5 separate regions of the Mus musculus genome follow, and all the other regions are linked to region 2. The links are chromatin contacts, called in public HiChIP or PLAC-seq and promoter capture Hi-C maps. All regions are on one chromosome and are shown on one strand. The core of a region is the stretch at or near the end of the contact, and the rest is flanking DNA. Distances in the headings are between cores, read along the strand shown.

The links. HiChIP or PLAC-seq counts read pairs in DNA pulled down with a chosen protein or histone mark. Capture Hi-C pulls out chosen DNA fragments and counts their contacts.
Region 1: a promoter capture Hi-C map of liver shows a contact between it and region 2. The contact joins the promoter of Tex22 here to the promoter of Cdca4 in region 2. A contact is called at or near these places in 8 of 39 promoter capture datasets (the 3T3-L1 cell line, cranial neural crest, fetal liver and 4 more), 1 of 484 Hi-C or Micro-C datasets (uterus), 5 of 115 datasets of contacts at active chromatin or transcription factors (the SCID.adh cell line, effector CD8 T cells, embryonic stem cells and 1 more) and 3 of 9 other capture datasets (adipose tissue, liver and pancreatic islet).
Region 3: an H3K27ac HiChIP or PLAC-seq map of microglia shows a contact between it and region 2, with 3 times the contacts expected there. The contact joins the enhancer-like site here to the promoter of Cdca4 in region 2. A contact is called at or near these places in 6 of 484 Hi-C or Micro-C datasets (B cells, CD4 T cells, cardiomyocytes and 3 more), 15 of 115 datasets of contacts at active chromatin or transcription factors (CD8 T cells, the SCID.adh cell line, bone marrow-derived macrophages and 10 more) and 3 of 9 other capture datasets (adipose tissue, liver and pancreatic islet).
Region 4: a contact with region 2 is called in an H3K4me3 HiChIP or PLAC-seq map of the SCID.adh cell line, with 17 read pairs. The contact joins the promoter of Akt1 here to the promoter of Cdca4 in region 2. A contact is called at or near these places in 13 of 39 promoter capture datasets (the 3T3-L1 cell line, the SN4741 cell line, cranial neural crest and 10 more), 13 of 484 Hi-C or Micro-C datasets (the G1E-ER4 cell line, Th1 cells, cardiomyocytes and 5 more), 9 of 115 datasets of contacts at active chromatin or transcription factors (the 230-238 cell line, the SCID.adh cell line, bone marrow-derived macrophages and 5 more) and 2 of 9 other capture datasets (adipose tissue and liver).
Region 5: an HNF4G HiChIP or PLAC-seq map of pancreatic cancer cells shows a contact between it and region 2. The contact joins the promoter of Inf2 here to the promoter of Cdca4 in region 2. A contact is called at or near these places in 1 of 484 Hi-C or Micro-C datasets (embryonic stem cells) and 3 of 115 datasets of contacts at active chromatin or transcription factors (embryonic stem cells and pancreatic cancer cells).

The regions. Positions count from the first base shown.
Region 1 is chr12:113,073,074-113,075,773 of GRCm38.p6, reverse strand. Tex22 (testis expressed gene 22) reads right to left here and starts at 1,272. Exons shown (of 3, transcript NM_001361919.1): 1 at 915-1,272; 2 at 338-530. The coding sequence starts at 493. Pacs2 (phosphofurin acidic cluster sorting protein 2) reads right to left here. Exons shown (of 24, transcript NM_001081170.1): 24 at 1,373-2,700.
Region 2 is chr12:112,828,188-112,830,887 of GRCm38.p6, reverse strand. Cdca4 (cell division cycle associated 4) reads left to right here and starts at 1,367. Exons shown (of 2, transcript NM_001359234.1): 1 at 1,367-1,582. It overlaps Gm52009 (apical junction component 1 homolog), which reads right to left and starts at 2,187. Exons shown (of 2, transcript XM_030247054.1): 1 at 2,178-2,187; 2 at 612-1,880. The coding sequence starts at 2,187. The coding sequence ends at 1,096.
Region 3 is chr12:112,957,095-112,959,794 of GRCm38.p6, reverse strand. It overlaps a transcript of Brf1 not described here. Among named protein-coding and RNA genes, the nearest start is that of Gm26583, 4.2 kb to the right of the region's middle. Within about 2 kb of position 1,309, at least 67 of the 459 cell types and tissues checked have an H3K27ac peak or open chromatin away from gene starts, as enhancers often do. A contact at or near this core is called in B cells, CD8 T cells, effector CD8 T cells and 6 more, where this site is marked.
Region 4 is chr12:112,672,946-112,675,645 of GRCm38.p6, reverse strand. It overlaps Akt1 (thymoma viral proto-oncogene 1), which reads left to right and starts at 1,370. Exons shown (of 14, transcript NM_009652.3): 1 at 1,370-1,646. Gm30150 (a long non-coding RNA gene) reads right to left here and starts at 1,170. Exons shown (of 3, transcript XR_381988.3): 1 at 949-1,170; 2 at 94-627.
Region 5 is chr12:112,587,391-112,590,090 of GRCm38.p6, reverse strand. Inf2 (inverted formin, FH2 and WH2 domain containing) reads right to left here and starts at 1,307. Exons shown (of 23, transcript NM_198411.2): 1 at 1,196-1,307.

The DNA of each region.
Region 1 (2,700 bases), core at 23-2,522, 240 kb before region 2:
TTATGAAAGCGGAAGGGGCTACTGGTCAGCCCTGCAGGACAGTTGTCACCTTTGGAGGGACCTCAAAGCAGGGGTCAGGGACACTGCACGAGCTGATGTGGGTATGTGTGGCACACTCCTTCTGACCTTAGGCGACCTCTCTCTGCCTGGTGTCCACCAGAGGAAGTCTACCTCCGAGCCTAGCCTGAGTAGTTGGAGAAGCAAGCCCTAAAAACTAAATGTTTCCTCCAGTCCCATTCAGTCCTTTCCTCTTGTCCCAGAGGCCCATTCTCGGTGTCCCTTTCCAACCAGTCCACCTAAAAGCCTGGGTTCTCGGAAGACTCTCCTAACTGCTTACCCAGTCTTGGGTCTGCAAGTCGTCCTGAGGCTTGCTCTTGGTGTCTGGCTGGCTGGAGGCCACGGCAAGCCCCTGTGGGGGTGACTGTTGTCTTTGCTCTTGAGCAAGCTGCCACTGTAGCGTCTTCCTCTGGGGGCGCTGTTGCCTGCTGTCCATCTCTAAGTACAGCAGGTTGCAGTTCCCTCGACTAGGGCTGTGGGGCAAGGTGCAGGAAGGGAACTGAGCAGGGTTCCTGCTGCCACGGCAGATCCCTAAAGCAGATGATGGCAGGCCCTGCTGGGGCCGCCTTCTACCTAGTGACTACTCTTGCCGAGTAGCGGGGTCCCTTGTGACTTTCTCTCCCAGGTCTTGTGGCCATTATCCTCCGCACCAGCATCCCCCCAGGGACAGCAGTAGCCTAGAAATAGATGCTAGCCTAGCCTTCTCTGCTCTCACCGAACCACCTGGTCTGCTTTTCCTCGCAGGGGGCGCTCCTTCTGCGGTCCTGACAAGCTCTTCAGTCCTAGGATCCCACCCTCAATAGGCCTCCTCCTGTCTTGGACAACCCTACCACACAAGGCCCAGGCTCAGCGCCAACCTGAGCTCTCATTTCCCACCCTCTCCGTGGGTATGAACTGTGGAAGTCAGTTAAGGGCAGCAGTGAAGGTATGTGGGAGTTGGGTCACCCGCTCCCACGCGGATGCAGAGCTCGCCCAGAGGGCTCTGGGAAGGGCTCTGTAGGCTCCGGGACAGATGAGGGGGGCTTAATGAGCTCCGGTTGACAATGGATCAGCCGGTGAGCCCAGGCTCAGAAGGGTCTGCACAGGGAGTGGAGGGTCGTGTGGCCTGTGAACGCTCATGTGGGTCCAGGTAAACAGAGCTGGCTGGTGAGGCTGACTTAGGACCTTCAGCACCAGCCTGAGAAAGCTGGATCCAAGGACAGAGCTCTAGGGAAGAGGGACGGAGCTTCCGTCCTACAGACCCCGCCCTCCGCGGCCGCTTCCGCCCCCTCCACGCGTGCGCCCCAGCGTTCAAGCCGCATGGCCCCAACACATTCAGAGAAATCACAGCAGTGGGCGGCCTGAGCGCCGTCAGTTTATTAGTGTCGCTTCAGCACCTTGAAATCGTCCACATGGTCGCATGGGACAGATCAGTATCTGCTCCCAAAAAAAGCTATTTACATGAATCCTGCTTTTTATTAAAAAAACAAAAACAAAACTAGCAACATACACACTCTAGAAATCAGTCACAGCGCGCTGGGCAGTCTGCAGAAGCGAACGGAGTCATCCTCACGCAAGGCTGTCAGCTTCTGCTGGCCCCCTTCCAGGACAGAGCAGTCTCTGAAGGGCACAGGGATTTAGGGAGCAAGTACCCTGGCCCTGGGGAGAAGTGCCAGGACGTTTTTATGCGGAATTCATTTGAGATGGAGGCTAGAGGAAGAAGTGAGGCTTGCAGGATAAGGCTAGGGCAAGCCATTGCTTCAGGGCTGAGCCTCCCGCCTCCCCACGCCTCCCCACCCCCACCTCCCAGCACTGGTACCTTTACAGTGATACTGAGCTGCGTACTCAGAGGGTGGTGGCAGGAACCAACTTGAAGGTAGAGGCAGGGCCCCCAACTGACAGCAATGAGCAATGGCAACTGGTGTTGCTTGACAGGGACCTCTAAGACTGGCAGGCTCTGAGGGTGATGCCTCAGAGCTTCGGATGCAAACACACTCTGCGGTTCGTACCACTGCACTGCCTGTCAGGGGGGCTTTGGTGTCATCCTTCAAAGGGACAAAGTGCTTCTCCATGACTTCTCATTACAGCTCCATGAGGTAGGCAAGGAAAATGGACCATCTCTCTAACCACTGGGGGAGTGAGGCACAGGGAGGAAGGACTGCTGTCTAGGTCTGCACCTAGCACTGCCATGGTGGGGGTTGGGGGGAAGGTGTATGGTGCTCAGGTGCTAGGCTTTCCTGACTCCACCCTGGGCCAGCTGTGGGACAAAGACGCTGCCTACACCTTCCTCTTGTGTGTGTAAAGTCAGACCCCTGGAACCAGTCAAGGAAGGAGCACGTATGTACAGGGGAAGGTTCTGGAAAAGGGCTGCCCTCAGGCAAGAGCTTGAACCCCTGTGGCCTCAAGGCTAGAAATCTAGGTCAAATGTTTCATATGAAGGTTGACTTTTGGGAAAAAACACAAGGGGCAGGTAAACTAGGCTCTTAGGCTCCAAGGATTACAGTGGCCTGACTCAGCACAAGATCTTTTCAGAGAATACCTCACCAGGAGTTCCACTAAGAAGCCCTGGACCCAGGGACCTGGGGACCTATTATCCAGGACAAATAGACCCTGTTCAGCAAGTCAATAAGGGAGGTAAGTAAATAAAAACCTGCCATCTTTCAC
Region 2 (2,700 bases), core at 118-2,617:
GGTTCAGCAGGAGTTTAGCACCAAGCCTCGAACCTAAGATCCCTAGGACCCACATGTAAAAATAGCGTAGTCAGGAACCCCACTACACCCAAGGCTGCACCTGGCAACCAGAACCCAGTGACATCGCTCACTCAAGATAGTCAGACACAGTCCTAGTACCCCATATCTACTGGACAGTATGTAAGCAGAGACCAAGAACAATGCTCTGTCCTGCACATCTGGAGAGAAGCCACCCTGATTTGCCCTGCAGCTGGAGAGTCTCCCTAGGATCCTGAACCTTCCAGGATCAGAGACTTATGTTAGAGCCTGGACCTGACCTTCAGCTAAGATACCTAGACAGGTGAGCAGTGTTGGGGAGACAGGCTTAGGACCACATAGGAATTGAGAGTGTGAATGACCCTCAGCATAATGAAACATAACTTTTGTTACACTACTTGTTATACTAACTACACGTTAGCTTACTCAAGACACTCAGGGATTAAGAATACTTGCTGTTCTGACAAAGGACCTGATAAGGTTGTTAGCACCCACACTGAAGCCCACAATCACTTGTAGGCTCGAACATGAAATACAGTCATACATGCAGACAAAACAATGACACACACAGATAAGTAAATCCAAAAATAATAGTAATTCAAAAGAAAAACCATGCTAGTATCCAGGTCAAAGTTTGATGGCATGCCTTTCCATCAAATAAAGGGCAAGTATGCCCAGGAATGGGAATGCATTAGTGAGCTTAGGTGAACCACGAAGCCACAAAGACACGATGTGATGTGTATGCCGTATACTTTCTCTTATGGCACCGGTTTTTCTCTCGAACGCTCATTCATTAGAAGTCCCGGTCGGAAGGAGTTTCCAGTCTTTTCCAGCAAACGAGCTTGCTCCCTGTGCTAATGTGGCATCCCCACTGAACATTCTGCATCCACTCACCTTCCCACCTCACTCCATCCCCCAACCAACGCCGTCCGGACTTGGTGTCCTCGTTAAGATCTTGTGCACTACCAGGACCTTATATTTTAATTTTTCTCAGTTGGAACTCGAACCAGGACCTGTTCAGGGATGCCACCACCGAGCCTCGTTCAACCCTTCTATGTCTCAGAGAAGGTGTAGACATCGGCCATGCCCAGGGCTGGCATTAACCGCCCCGCTGTGAGTCAGGAGGGCCAGGATAACGAAGGAGACTCGGGCACCGGCGCGAGGGGGCGCGGCAAGCACCCTGGGGGCGGGGCCAGGCGCAAGGAGACCTGGGAACTGGGGCGGTGGCCAGGCGCGCGGAACCCTGGGAGCGGAGCGCGCGGAACCCTGGGAACGGGTCGAGCCGTCGACAAACAAGGGATCGGGGGCGGGGCGGGGCGCGGGGAGACTTGGGAACGGGGGCGGGGCGGCCCAGCGCGCGAGCCTAACGGCTGAGGCCGAAGCGCGGGAGACGCGGCCGGCGAGGCTCCGCCTTGCGTGGGTTTGAACAAAGCTCCACCCCGCACGCCACCAATCGGCGCTCGTGCGGCGGCGCCATGGCGACCCTTTGTGGGCGCTGACCGATCCGGGTGCCCGAAGGAGTGGCGGGGTCTGCCTTGCGGCGCCGGTAAGTGTGTAGCTGGTTTGCGCCTTCGAGCTTCTGCGGCATGGGCGGCGTCGGCGCAGAGCACCCCCGGGGCGGTCGGGCGGCCTCAGGGTCCTCGGGCTTCCTGCGCCGGCCGCCCTTCGGCGCTCACGACGCCGCGGCGTGTTGAGTGACACATACCGAGAGCCGGAGCGGCGGGTCTGAGCTGGCCGTCCCGCCCTCCGCCCACGCTCCCCTGCTTCCGCTCTCTCTTCCTCCCGTGGCCTTGCCTTTCTCCGCGGTCCCCTCTTCTTTGGTTCACCCCGCGTCGGTCTTCCACCTCACCTTTCGAGCTGGCCGCCGCTTGCTGTGCGCAGTTTCGGGGGACTGGACCTTCCCTGGCTTTTAGCAGCGCCGAGCCCCAACCGTCTGTCTGCTGGCCAGGGACCGATTCCCGATTCCGGGAGGGCTGGGTGGGCTCCGTGCAGCCGCCCGCCTGGTGAGTGTTGGCCTTGCGCTCTTTTCTTTGTTTCTTGGATTTTCATTCCCTTGAGAAGTGTCTTGTGTTGCCTGCCCTTCCCCTACTGCAGTAGACCCCACTTCCTTCCAAACTCATCATTTATGGCCTAGTAGGTACTGCCTGGCATCGGTGGAACTTGGCCGGAACCCGGGCTCTGTCTTTGCTAGCCTGTCCTGAGGCCAATTGTAACTAGAAAAAGCCTCCAGAAACCTTTTCTAAAGTTTTTCTCCCCTAGGTAGGGTCACCAGGGAAGGGACTTCTTCCAGCACTTGAAACAGACGTACAGCACCCGCGTATTTCCTCCTGGTGGCCTTTGTATCTGACATACGAGATGGCAGAGCTGAGCTGGACACTGATCTAAACGATTCTGGGAAACGTTTTCTGCAAGCATAGTCGTTTGTCTCATCAACCTAATGCATTCAGAAATCTCCCCATTTTAGAGGTGCTAGTCTTAAAAGGAAGGCAGGCAGGCAGGCATAAGAAAGCCCCACATCCTTCCAAGGGTCACTGATACAAAGTCTGAAGCAGACGTAGTGGGACAATAAACTCCATCAAAGGACCATCAAGTTCACTGGCCCCAGGATTTTTCCAACTAGTCCCTCGCCCCAGTTGCTCTTTGAGGAAGTATTTTAACACAGTT
Region 3 (2,700 bases), core at 60-2,559, 130 kb before region 2:
TTTAACTTCACATCAGCTTCCTGCAGGCAGGATGCTTCCTACCGTTCCCGGTGTCCATTCATTGTCTTGAACTGCCCGGAGCATCTTAGGCCTCAGCCTCCTGCTTAGGACGAGTCCTTGTGGCTACCCAGTAGCGTCTTAGTGAGGTTTATCAGCAGCACCCAGGAAGTGAGACCAGCAGGCCATGTACACCTGTGTGCAGCTTCCTGTTGATGTCTAGCACAGTCTGTGTGGAGTTCTGGCCCTGCCCCATCAGTTAGAATGAACCTTTAGTCCTCCTGCACAGAACCCTCTGCCAAGAAGCCTGCAAGCTGTCTCCTGGGCCTCTTCACGAGAAGGTCTACAGAGTGCCCTCGGTGCAGTTAACTCCGGCCTCCCTTCCCTGGATGCAGCCTTGCATGCAGACCACTTGGCTTTCAGATCAGGAGGTGGGGCCAGGCCTGAGGTGGTGAGTTGTGGGGGCCAGGCCTGAGGTGGTGAGTTGTGGGGGCCAGGCCTGAGGTGGTGAGTTGTGGGGGCCAGGCCTGAGGTGGTGAGTTGTGGGGGCCAGGCCTGAGGTGGTGAGTTGTGGGGGCCAGGCCTGAGGTGGTGAGTTGTGGGGCCAGGCCTGAGGTGGTGAGTTGTGGGGGCCAGGCCTGAGGTGGTGAGTTGTGGGGGCCAGGCCTGAGGTGGTGAGTTGTGGGGGCCAGGCCTGAGGTGGTGAGTTGTGGCGGCTGCAGATGAGTGGATGGTCAGACAGGTAGGAAGTGATTGTGACGGAAAGACTGCACGATGCTTTGGGATTGTGTATGGGGATATGGAACCAGGCTCAAAGGCCCTTCCCAGAAGTGAGATCACAACTGTGGTAGGGGAGAACAGTTTTAGTATGTTTGTACGTTTTTATACAGCAGGACTTGCCTGTGGCATGGAGAGAGTACAGGGTGAGGGGTGGGAGGTGGGAGCTCAGGAAAAAGAACCAAGTGCCCTGGGAGGAGAAGTGGGAGGAGGCCTGCTCCCCAGCTGTGCCTTGTCTGCCCAGGAGCCAGCAGGAGGAAAGGTCTGGAAAATGGAGCAAGGGCCGGGAAGGCTGGAGCGCTCTTGTAAGGTAGTTAGATGAGTTGCTCACTACCACGGATAGAGTTAGAACACAGGGGTGTAGGGAGGTGGACAGTGCTGAGTGAGGACAGTCCGTAGGAGATAGGTGAGTAGCAAAGTGTGTGTGTGTGTGTGTGTGTGTGTGTGTGTGTGTGTGTGTGTCCTGAAATGTGGGACCTGGGTTGGGGAGAGCCGGGTGTTGAGGAGGAAGGGCCCAGTAGGGGGCAGCCGTGAAATGGGCAGGATGCTTCTGAGCTGAGGTCATAGCCTTGTGTGTGTCTATGAGCAGCACTAGTGTGAAGCTCAAGGAGCACTGGGTCTGGATGACCCCACTGTGCATGCAATTAGTCCATCTCTGCCTGCTTTTTCTGACTGGGGTTATCACAACAGAATCCTCCTGCCTGGGGTCTTCTCAGAGTGCAGAGCAGTGCCTCAGATAGCCTCCTGGGAAAAACTAGTCCTTACCACACTGGACCTTAGAAGAGGGAATTAGGAAATGAGGGAATCCATTGGATCCTGGATTCTAGACTGAGACTCTGTGTGGTATGCACACTTGAGTGCTGAGCAGACAGGATAGCTTATATCTCCCAGCCTCCTCTGCCTTCTGTCTTCCTGCCAGGAGGAGGGAGGTGCAGGGGACACTACATGTATGGTACACTATCCAAGTGTCTTGCCAGCCCCCTAAACTGAGGAACCTAGTACTTCATGGTTGCCACCATCCTCTGCAAACTGAGGATCACTGGGGCAATACAGTAGCAGTCAGCAAGGTTCCTGTAAACCTAGACATGTGAGGCTTGGCAGAGCGTGTTTCTGTCTTTAGAGGGAACTGGGCCACAGAATGAGAAGTTGCAGCCGTGCAAGGCTGTGAGGCACTGTTCCCACTTGGAGCTGTTCCCTCCTGAGCTATTGTACCCATTGAGAAGCCTGTCCAGCCTGCCCTGGACCTGGGTTCTCTGATCAGGTGCTTTGTCCTCTGTACACTACTGAGCAGGAGTGGAACAAGCCCTGTGTGGGGTGGGGTTGGGGCACTCCTTTTATACATAGTTAGAAGGTGGAGACTGAGGTTTGGCCACATCCTTTGCCCAGATACCTGTCTAGGACCAGGGGATGGATACACCTTGACAGTGTGAGAGAATACATGGAATGGGCATGGATCTAGCTGGATATATCTTTGCCTCTGTAATACCTCTAGATGGTAGGTACCCTACAAGAAACTCCAGAGACCAGGGAAGCAGGGCCTCAATGGTGTTAGTGAGGAAGTGGAGTAGTGGGGTACGTGCATCTTAGGATACCTGTTAGACCCAGAATTTCTCTCTGGCCTCCCTTCTAAGAGGTGTAGAGCAGGAGTTAAGTAAAGGGAGACTGTTTGGTACCTCATGGAGATTGCTTCCTGCATGATGGATAGCCTGGGTTCTAATTGCTCTCTTCTCAGCATAGAGCAGTAGAGCTCTGGGTGCTCAAGTGTGCACACCAGACAGGGTCCCAATCTAAAACCAATGGACTCCCTCTTTCTCTCTTTCCCTTTTCCAAGGCCAACTCAGGAGCTGTGGACAATGGACTTTTAGGCAGTAGCTGGAACTGGGTCTAGGGTGGTTTCTTGGGAGTCCTTCCAGTCTAGTGAGCCAA
Region 4 (2,700 bases), core at 121-2,620, 160 kb after region 2:
GTCGCCTATCCCCCAACCCACTCCGGACTCGGGGGAAGATAGAGACACAAAGAAGGGAGGCGGGACTGGTTACTGCATAGAAACAGGGCTCACCACAGGTAGGAGCTGTCTCCAACAGTGGCTTCCAGGAAGAGCATCCGAGTGAGAAGGGTCACTAGAGAACAGCCAGAAATTGCTGTGTTCCACAAGAGGGCGCCCTGCTGGCTCTAACTGTGTAGCAACGGGATGGGGGAAGTAGGAGAGGAGGAGTTGGGGGCCTGGGGTGAAGGTTTGCTGGGCGAGTGATGGATATTTGTGTGACTCTCAGCCTCTGAAGGCCACTCTCAGGGTCAGGGATACTGCTGGAGCAGAACAGAACTGCTGCTGAGCCTCTGACTTAGCGCCCTGGAGGCTCTCTGAGCTGGGGCAGCTGTGCAGCAGATAGGGCACAGAACAGAGCCCCCCATCCCCATCCCCGTCTGAAGGGTATGGGGCGTGGCTGAGAGGAGAGTGAGTTCTTCTCCGGGAGTGGGGTGTGCTTCCCAGGTCAGCCCCAGGAGCCCGAGAAGGAGCTCCGATTTCCATCCTGGGCGATAGCGTGGACTACTAAATCTACCCTCTTGTTTACACTCCTGGTGAACTCTGACCCTTGTATGAAAAACAAAAAATGCCCCCTGGTTAAAAATACCAAACACATGAAGGTAAATTCACAAAAGGGTTACTATCAAGTCGGGCTTCTGGGACGAGGGAGGGGCCCTGCGCAGGAACTGCTGAGGCTGGCCGAAGGGGGAAGGACTGAGGATGGATAAGAGGCAGGAACCACCTTGACTCTTCAATTCCGGGACACCATAAGGAACCGCCCCCCAAGCCTCACCCATCTGAGTCCACAGCAAGGTCTTGGCTGACTGAGTCCTACCCCTGAATCTGCCCCCTCTGGGTGTCCAGGTGTGCTCCCGTCCTCCCTGTCACCTGGGGAGTCCTTATCAGTTGCTGTGGCAGGCAGTACTGGGTTGGATGAGCCCTCAATAGCCTTCTTTCTTGTGTTGGCTGGCCTTTAGGACACCGGTGACCGGTCTCTCCCGGCTCCCAAGATGGGGACAGTTGGGCCTCTTGAGAGTCAAACTGATTCACTTCCCACGCTGGCCTCCCTCCTTGGGGTCTGGAGAGCTAGGCAGGGAAGGGCCAGGTCCCACAAACCGGGAAACCCAGACCAGAGCTGGAGCTCTGGATCTGCGGCGGGGCTCCGTTACCCGCGTGGCCCTGGCTCGGGGCCACCCGAGGGCGGCGCCTGCGGGGCCGCGCTCGCGCTCACGGGGTGCCTCGCCCTGGCCGCGGGCCGCGCCGGGGGCGCCCGGGGCGGCGGAGGCGGATGTGGGCGGGCGGCGCGGGCGCGGGGCGGGGAGAAGGCGGGCCGGCGGCGGCGGCGGCAGCACCGAGTCGGCGGGCGGCCGGCCCAGCGCGGCAGCGCACGCGAGTCCGGGACCAGCGGAGCGGACCGAGCAGCGTCCTGTGGCCGGCACCGCGGCGGCCCAGATCCGGCCAGCAGCGCGCGCCCGGACGCCGCTGCCTTCAGCCGGCCCCGCCCAGCGCCCGCCCGCGGGATGCGGAGCGGCGGGCGCCCGAGGCCGCGGCCCGGCTAGGCCCAGTCGCCCGCACGCGGCGGCCCGGTGAGTGCCCGCGCCGCGCCCTGTTCCGGGCCGCGGCCACCCCGCTTTGTTCCCGGCCGCGCCGCGCCTCGGAGTAGGAGCAGGAAGTGGCCGAGCGGAGGCCTGGGCGGGGAGCGCGCGGGGCCGGGCTGGTCGCGCAGGAGGCCCACGCCGGCGAGGGTGCGGGCGGCCGCTGCGTGACCTTGGGTGGCCGCTCCACGGGGCCAGGTCGCGGGAGAGGGGCGCTGTTGGTGTGCGCAGTGGGGGCCGGTGCGCCCTGGGGCCTGGGGCTGCCCGGGCACTCGGCCAGCGAGGGTAGGAGAAAGGCTCGCCCCGCGGCCTGCGTGCGGTGGGAGGGCCCTGGGAAGGAGAACTCATTTCCCACGGACAGAAAGTTGTGCGCGGTGGCACAGTGCCCAGGCTAGCCCACAAAGGACTGCTAACCCTCCTGGGCCCGGAAGCTGCTTCCTGGACTAGGTGGTTTCTGGAGGTGCCGGGGGGGGGGGGGGCCTTGAGGACGGCGTGGACTCGGTCTCCCGGATCCGGGATACTGGCTGAGCTGATGGAATTGTCTAAAGAGGACTGGTTTCTAAGTTGGGCGGTGGTGGAACCTTGGGCCTCTGCTGTGTGGCCAAACTCCTCCTTCCCCCAGGCCCCTGGTCTTGCTCCAGGTGGCTAGCCTTGACTGCCTAGAGCCATCACTAAAGTGAAGGGCGAGTCGCCTTGGTGGGGCCCCAGCTGGGCGTGTGGCTCACGGGCCAGTGTCCCAGAGGGGCTGAACTCTTAAGACTTAACAATAGCAACCATATGCCCTTACGGCATGGCATGGTGGGAAGAGTGTCCCATGCTTAAGTCGGCTTGATGTGGACATTGGCGTTAACATGGCTGTGTTTCTTCACTCCGTGTGTATGAATTTATTTTTACACGGCTCTGGACAGCTGACTGTCATCAGCAGACCTTGGGGCTGGGTGGGGGTAGGGGACATCCACCGAGAGAGATCTTGCAGTACAGCCCTCTGCCTCCAGGCCACACCCACTCTGACAGTCACTGAGCTGGGATTTCTTCTTGGCTTATC
Region 5 (2,700 bases), core at 58-2,557, 240 kb after region 2:
GTAGAAGGTGAACGAGTCTATTTAAGGTAGGTGCTTTCAGGTCTCAGCACAGCGAGATGGGTGCAATTAGCTAGACAGCCATCAGCACCCCCACAAAATGAGGGGCCTCAGCTGGAGGTTAACCCCTCAGGAGCAGAACCCTTGCCAACAGCCTGCTTGGGTACCAGGGAGGGAAGCTTAGAGACCGCCAGGAAAAGGTAGGAAGGCAGAGCCAGGCAGGGCAACTCCTACCTGGTCCTAGGGGGACCCCCAGCTAGGTCAACTTGCACAGCTGCTCCCCAACCAATGGGTTGGGACAGGGAGAAGCCTTAGTCTCCAGCCTTGGAACAAACACCTTTTTTTTTTTTTTTTTTTTTTTTTTGCTCTAGGGGTTACAGTGTCTGCTTCCCAAATGCCCCCTGCCCTGGGTGACACCCTGAAGGGATACAGTCTGAGACACTCTCCTCACCCTTCAAGTTTAGAGAAGGAATTGAGGCCCAGAGAGGACGGGTAAGGAGGGACTTCCCAACTCTGGCTTCGACCCGGGCGTGCAAGCTTTAGAGTGGGTGCACTGACCTGGAGCCCAAGGCAGGAAGGAGCAGGGTCATTTTTGCCGCTGACTCCTGGTGTGTCCAACCTGTCACCGTGTGCCACCGGGCACTGAGCGGTTAGAAGACGGGACACACGGGCCCATAGACGGCTCTCCATCCCATAGTCCTCTAGGGAGTCCACCAAAGCATAGTTGGGCTTTCTGCTAAGATCACCTTCATTCCCAGCGTCCTTGCCCAGGAGGAGGGTAGACAGGGGTAGCCACAAGAAACAGAGCTGTGTCACTCTCTCAGGTCTGCCTTAGCCCACCGGCGGCGGGCATCTTTAGAAGCTAGCTGTCAGGGCGGGGCCGCAAGCTCGCCCTGTGCTATCCCGGAGGCGGACCTCCAGTTGAAGTTTATTTTCTCAACTGTGGCTGATTCATGGTCAGGATGTGGTAGCCGCAAGGTGGGGGAACTCCTCCAGTCCGACCCGGAGCAAACACCCTATGAGCAGTGAGCATCATCTCCATATCAGCCCGTAGTCGAGGGCCAAGAGCGCGGGACCAGGTTCTTGGCCACCTTGGTGCACACGCGGCAGTCCGCTCCTCAACCCCAACCATTTCCCTCACTGCCCCCAGACTCGGTTTCCCTCTGCGTTCCAGGCTAGCCCGAAGCCGCGGACTTACCGGGTGGGGGTACAGCCGAGAGATGGTGCAGAGTGCTGTGTCCCGGCGCCGGAGCGTCTGGGGCTGCGGGCGGCGGCCTCGCGGCTGCTTTCCGCACAGTCTAACCGCGCTCGCGGGCCGGGCGGGGCTGGAGGGAGGAAGGGGAGGTGCGGCCCCACCCGGCGGCGGCCACGTGGGGGGCGGTGCTGCCCGGGGCGGGGCGGGGTGGGGTCTCCAAGGAAGCCCTGCCCACCCGGGTCTGGCATCTCTGCGGGGGCGGAGAGATGAAAAGGAATGGGACATTCCGGGACTCTCTAGAGACCTGCTGGGAATGGCCCTTTTGCCTCCGACCTCACTGTCAGTTCCCGCCCAGGCTCCCTAGCACGTTCCTTATCTCTCCCCTACGCTGGCCATCTGGTGGACTCACGAGTTGGTCAGGTTCTCCACCACCTCTGGTCCAGCTCTGCCTCCCACACGGGAGCCCTGCTGTAGGCTGCTGATCTTGAGAGTCCTCCGATGTCCCTACCTTCATCCTTTTTTCACTGGAGGTAGCTATTTCCAGTTTCTAGCTCTGTCCTGAGGACCTGCTGAAGTGCTCTCCCTGGCCCTAGCCTGGGCTGTGCGCCCTCAGTTTCTCCAGCTTGAAGTTGTACCTTTAAAAGGTTTATGAACGTGAATAAAGGGTCTCCACTTACTTGAGCCTTGAATCTTCCAAGCTGGGTGGAGGGCATGTGGCGGGTGGGCAGAGTGAAGGGCTCTGGATCTCCTGTAGCCATTCTATCCTGGACACAGCATCATGCTTGGGGGTTTATGTGCTCTTCTGCCACATGGGATTAAGCACAGCCTTGGCTGCCTGTAAATGTCCATCTCAGTATTCTGTGCCCCCTGCTCGGCCCTATCATCTCAAGCGCAGGGCCAAAAGCAACCTTTGATAGCTAGCCAGTGTTGGGATGGCCCCAAAGTGCTTGGTGTGCACCGCCAAGGCAGGTGCTGACTGGCTCTTGGACACTGCCCAGCCTGGGATGTAAGTCTTGGCCGTTCCTGTAGTGGGACTCAGCTGTTCTTAGAATGCACAGTCCCTGCAGCCACCAAATGAGCCACTCAGCCCCACTAACGCTCAGCACAGAGACCTTCTGTCTGGGCTGCAATTCTGGTTACCCAACATCACCTAGGTCTGGTGGCTCCTTCTGGGAAGGGGTCAGCAAGGTTTACTCACTCTGTCCTGGGCCTTTGGTCAGAGGGTGTGTTTATTTACCCAAAAGGAGGAATGTGACTATGGCCCCAGCCTGGAGGACTGTTGGCCTCAGCCTGTCACCATCCCTCATTCCCTCATCCCCCCATGAGACCGCAGTGGCTGTGTTTGGGAACTGTGTCATCTTTCCAGGTTCTTCTGCAGTGGCCCTGAGGGAGGTGCGGCCCTGTTGGAGCTGTTCCTCAGGGTCAGGCCAAGCCATGAGAGGCCAGAGCAGGATGAAGCGGGCAGAGTAGCTAGTTGGTAGCTGGGGTCAGGGTTCAGAGATCTGGCA